Regions from separate parts of the Pan troglodytes genome. Here region 1 is linked to region 2. Evidence: chromatin contacts called from public Hi-C data. All regions are on one chromosome and are shown on one strand. The core of a region is the stretch at or near the end of the contact, and the rest is flanking DNA. Distances in the headings are between cores, read along the strand shown. Region 1 overlaps NEDD4L (NEDD4 like E3 ubiquitin protein ligase). Region 2 overlaps NEDD4L (NEDD4 like E3 ubiquitin protein ligase).

What was found. Hi-C and Micro-C count contacts between places; a contact is called where the count stands out from the background.
Region 1: a contact with region 2 is called in a Hi-C map of stem cell-derived neural progenitor cells, with 4 times the contacts expected there. The contact joins two enhancer-like sites. A contact is called at or near these places in 2 of 7 Hi-C or Micro-C datasets (blood and stem cell-derived neural progenitor cells).

Annotation. Positions count from the first base shown.
Region 1 is chr17:68,380,661-68,383,360 of NHGRI_mPanTro3-v2.0_pri, forward strand. NEDD4L (NEDD4 like E3 ubiquitin protein ligase) reads left to right here. Exons shown (of 31, transcript XM_001140979.7): 6 at 1,564-1,614. Among named protein-coding and RNA genes, the nearest start is that of MIR122, 130 kb to the right of the region's middle. Within about 2 kb of position 1,396, at least 6 of the 24 cell types and tissues checked have an H3K27ac peak or open chromatin away from gene starts, as enhancers often do. A contact at or near this core is called in stem cell-derived neural progenitor cells, where this site is marked.
Region 2 is chr17:68,198,289-68,200,988 of NHGRI_mPanTro3-v2.0_pri, forward strand. The region is part of intron 1 of NEDD4L (NEDD4 like E3 ubiquitin protein ligase); the gene reads left to right. Among named protein-coding and RNA genes, the nearest start is that of NEDD4L, 96 kb to the left of the region's middle. Within about 2 kb of position 1,408, at least 2 of the 24 cell types and tissues checked have an H3K27ac peak or open chromatin away from gene starts, as enhancers often do. A contact at or near this core is called in stem cell-derived neural progenitor cells, where this site is marked.

The sequences.
Region 1 (2,700 bases), core at 146-2,645, 180 kb after region 2:
GTGAAATCAGCCAAATAGAGAACTAACAGGCACACTGCCTAACTCCTTGTGTAACTGTCATTGGTGTGAGTCACTGGGGCAGCGTGATTAGGTCTGTGAGCTGGATAGCAAGGCTGTCATTATTCTCAAGGCCTTCTGCTGACTGCTGCTCTTGGTAAGACATACAGAATCTATGGGCACCTCCTCTTACCGCTCTATGCTAGATGAGGCGTCTCCACGTTGAGTTGTAGCAGATACAGCTAAGAAAGTAAAAGAAATGAAAATCTCATCAAAAGGATTGGGGTTAGTCTCATTCTTCATGCATACCCAAACCGTGGTAACTTTGATTTTTTTATTATCCAGTATGGATTGTTTAGAGGAGACAGATGGCTTTCCAGTTCATCAAATTTTTTCAATTATCTAAAAGGAATTGCTATGCTTGGAGCAAGTCATTTCAATAAATCTCATTCATATTTACCTGCTGCTTCCTTTTAAATGGAAGAAGAGAATGTTTTTCAAGTACACTTGAAAAATAGCATATGTGAATTAGAAACTTTCTCTGTAAACTAGCAGAGTAGAAATAAGAGGCCAGCATTCAGCACCAGGTAGGCTGGATTCCTTCTTAGGTGGCTGAAGCTGGCTATGGGGCTGGTCTCATCATATCTAAAGAACTGCCCAGCTTTTACGCATTTTGAATGTGGTGGAACCAACTGCATATTTTTATATGAGAGCGGCAAATAGTCATTGTGTTCCAGTTTGCTTCTCGGGTCATCTAAACGTCAGAGGCCATGCCACAAGCACCGTAACTGAGGGATATAGTGTGACTGTGGTCTATCGGACACCGTGTGGTCCAGGCCAGTGACCTGTGGAGCTGAATCATGACTTCCCAGATGACTCCCAGAGCCTTAGAGGGGACTGGTGCGTGTCTCCAAATGATTTTCACCTGGGCCTCTTTGAAGTCGGGAGAGATACGTGCAGTATGGTAGATGTGGAGAGGGAGAGGCATGGTGTGTCCAGAAATTAGCAGGACCTGATCCATATACGTGGATTCTGAAGCAGTGCACTTACTAGATTAAAAAAAACAATGTACTTACTGGATTTAAAAAGTGTGTATTTTTTTGTGAGATGCAGTTTGTAAGATGCATTGTTAACTAGGCCATATACTTTTTCCATTGGCTCTCAGCTCTCAAGAAGCTCTTTAGTTTTTAGCATTGGATCAGTAAACACTTATTAAAATGTTCCCAGCATTTGTTTGCCATCTTCTCTTTCAGCTGGGCCCAGCTGTGCCCTCAAACCCTGCCTGTCTCTTCCCTGACTGATCATGTTCTCCCAGCTTCTACAGAGGCTTCCATAGCATTGTGCTTGGTAGCAGACACCAGACAGAATCTCAGCCAGCTCAGTCCAGGCGCACGGGCTCCTGGTCTCCCGGGGTGTGGTTACTCGTGTCTCCTCGGGGCCTTCCGCCCTCCACATTCCAGTGCCAGGCCCTGGACCTTTGTCTCTATTCATGATAAAACATTTTTAGGAAATGCTGACGCTCAGTGAAGAAATGGAAACACTAACTCTTTGTTCTCTTCCTAACAGACACGAGACGACTTCCTGGGCCAGGTGGACGTGCCCCTTAGTCACCTTCCGGTAAGGACAGTCTCATGTTTGATGCTTCGTGCTGGGGGCGGGGGTTTCTAATTGTCTGTAGTCAGCATATTTTCAGAGTGGCATTTCTTCACCACGGTGGAGAAGGCTGAAATGAAGCATGTGTGCTGTGGCCTTAGTCCTTTCTGGAAAGTGGTCCTTTCAAGGGGATGGAGGAGAAGCTGGCTGTAAGAGTAGTCAAGGGTGCCTGAGTCGTGCGCTTGCGTTCCCATCCACCAGCTCCCTCTCTTTTCTGCACTTCAGCTGCTCCACCTTTGTGTATCACATCTTACAAAACAGACACCTCCTTCACTCAGGCCTCCCTTCTTGTCACTTACTGTCTCTGCTTCCTAATGCATCCTCCGGGTCCCATCAGATGTTTGCACTCTTTGTCTGGAACCGCACATGCCATTTCTCTTGGATACCTCTACACAAACTATAATAGCATTTCCCAGATTTTGGTGTCTGGCTTTCTCAGTCAGCATGGTGACAAAAGAAGAGCCTGTTCATTCTGAGTGAACTTGTCAGCTGGGAACACCCACCCTCGCTGGAACACGCACTGAGTTAGCATGTGTGGCGCTGCCATTTCTCTCTGCTCAAAGTAGCGGAGCAGTCGAGGCTGTTGACTAGTGACGGGTATTAGGGCTGACACCCGAAACAGGAGGCAGGGCAGACAGAATGTGTAGTTGGGACCTGGAGGCCTTGAGAAAGGTGGATCCCCATCTCCTATTCCAGCTTCAGTTTTCCGGCTTGTCCCAGCCTTCCTCCTGGCCTTCTTCCCTGGGCAGCACGACGACGTGATAGAAGTAGCAGCTGAGAGAGGAAAGGCGAATGTTTCTGCCTTACAAGGGCATTGTGTTATTTTTTTAAATGCTTTGTGTGAGCAAGTAGCATAAATAGTCTATAAAGTAAAGTGACTTAACCCCCTAGCATAAGCTTCCTGCTGTGTGGAAATTATGGCTGTTTCCATATGTTAAATACCAAGTAAGCTTTGAAGATGTGTTGTGAAGGAAGGTGATAGCAAGTAATTTACTCTTACTCACTCAGGGGAGCTGTTAAGGAAGAAAGTTGCAAGGTTCCAAAGGACTG
Region 2 (2,700 bases), core at 158-2,657:
CTGATATAATCCTTCAAACGAAAATGCTCGTACTTATTTTTGATCACTTAATATACTTGGCCATTTAACAATACAGATTAAACTTGTGTTATTCTGTTAGAAAACCGAGAGATTGTTTTCTATAGTCTTTGACTGCATGCATAGTCTAGGGCTGGACTGGGGAGGAGAGGATAATTTGGCCACAATAGGATTCCTTATTATCTGTCTCTTCCCTCCCAACCCCTCCCCCCACCCCTGCCCCATACAGGAGACCCTCAGATACATTTCTGTCAGTACCCTCAGTTACATATTTTGGGAGACGTAATACTTAATGAACCAAAACTCTGTTTTGCTGGCAGGGAAAAAATGGGCTGATACAATCAAGATAATCCTATCAACTTTAGGATTATTAGGAATGTTGATAATCCTATCAACATTCTATCAACTCTGTAATCAGAAAAATATATTTAAAATAATGCGTGTTTGTTAAAAATAACCAAACAAAATACAGAAAAAAGCAAAGTAAAAATTGACAATCCCCTAACTCCAGTGTTGGTGGTTAGGGACAGAAGAAGGGTGGAGGATGTCTTTTGTCTGTGTTACATGATTACAACGAAAGTCACTCTTCATTCTGGTAGAGCCATAGAAATCTGGCCGAGCAGAGGCAGCTGTGCCTGAGGAGCCTGACTTCGGATCAGCTGTGTTCATCCTTGCTAACCTCCCAAAGGGAGGAAGCTCAGGAAACCACCGTAGAACCCCCTAAAAGGGGAGGGTGGCTACAGCTGAGCAGGTGGGGGCAGGCAGGAGTGGAGAGAGGTGAGGATGATGAGTCAGGCAGGTGAGATGGGGGCTTTGTAGGTTATGTTAAGGCTCCTAGACTTAGCATTTCAGGCAGGGATGTGACCTGATCAGATTTATATTTTGCTTGCATTGCTGATGGACATTGGTTCAGTGCTCATTGTACTGGAAGGGTCAAGAATAGAGGCAGGGACCCAAATTTAGGGGGCTTCCCAGGGAATCCAGGGGAGAGGTGTTGTGGCCTGGACTAGATTTGGAACATCCAGAAGGGGACTGGAGCAATGACATACCTATACCTAGTCCCAGAGGGCCCTGATCTAGCTAAGGACAGAGCGTGCAGTCTTGCAGCTGCTGGGCTGATGACATGCTGGGGAGTGTATACCTGGGAAATTCTGGTACAGACATAAAGGAAATGCTCAAGCCTCCACCTATGAATTTGCCCGGTGATTAAAATCATACTTCCTAAGCTTTATAGAAGCCCTCTGTTTGTCCCGCAAAGGGCCACTAGCACAAGGAAATACATAATGTGTTCCCTTGTCATTTTATAAAAATGTAGACTGGTGCTGCCTGCTGTGAAAATGCCAGTCAGGTTGCTTCCTTCATAGTAATCAGTGGATTCTTTTGTCCATTTCTGAGTGGAGGATTAGCCCTCTGTTTGCCCCACAAAGGGCCACCAGCACGAGGAAATACATAGTGTGTCCCCTTGTCATTTTATAAAAATGTAGACTGGTGCTGCCTGCTGTGAAAATGCCAGTCAGGTTGCTTCCTTTGTAGTAATGAGTGGATTCTTTTGTCCATTTCTGAGTGGAGGATTCCTTTCCATAACGTGGTGTATTTTCAGTGTTTCTCTCAGAGGAGGAGTGCCTTTCTGGTGTCATCTGTCCTGTTGGTAGCAGAGTTCTGCTGCTGAATTAAACCTTTGTGTCGGCCTTGGCCACTCTTATGGCTCTGCTGGAGGTAAAGCCAGTGGAGTGGCCTTGTGGCATTTGCTCCGAGTTGTTGCTCATTTTTCTGAGATTATCAGAGGCCTTAGAGGAAGCATTGCGGATTTCATTATGCTCCGATAACTATCACGTTGTCGATAATATGGTTCTGATAAGAGTGATGGGGGATGGTGGGGTTTTGTGAGTTGACAGACGTGGGTTTGAGACCCAGCTCTCCATTCAGAAGCCAGCGCCAGGCCTGTTTCTCTTCTCTGAGTTTTAGTGTCCTCAGGTGGAGGGGAGGATAATATTAATAACACCTTCCTGATGTGGCTCCACTGGGCTGGCCACGCCATGGGCACCCAGCACGGGGTGGCTGCCCTGGTTCGTGTTAACCATCAGCAGGGTTGGAGAGCTCCCTCCTTACTGGTGTTGGAGGTCATTACCTGGCGGGGGATGTGGTAGATAAAGCACCTTTTATTGTCCCTACACAAGGCAACTATGGGGTAACACAATATAAGTTATTCAGATTAGAGAAAATATGAACTCTTGCTACAGTGTTACTGCAGACAGGCAAATATGGTTTGTTAGGATGACATTTTAAAAAAGTCATTTTGAGTTACAGAATAAAATCAAACAAAATTCCTTTAATCACCAGGGCTGGGATGGAAATAAGGCAAAATGTTGACTCCTTTGAAAGACAATTTTTTGGGTTTTTTTGTTTTTTTTTAAAAAAACTTTATGTGTTGATGGTTTACTCTGGTCTAGTCGTTCCTACTCCTATTCTGAAAGCAGGCTTTGAATTCCTGATTGTGTACAGGATTGTGTACAAACAATCAGGAATTCATCATTCATATGAAGAAGTTCTGTTTTTCCCTCTAGTGTCATGAATATTTTCATGTACGTATATGTTATGTGACTAGTGTTAAGAATGCATGTATTATATATGTGCATGCATCTCATTTACATTGAATGTAGCTAAAAGGAATATTTGAAAAGT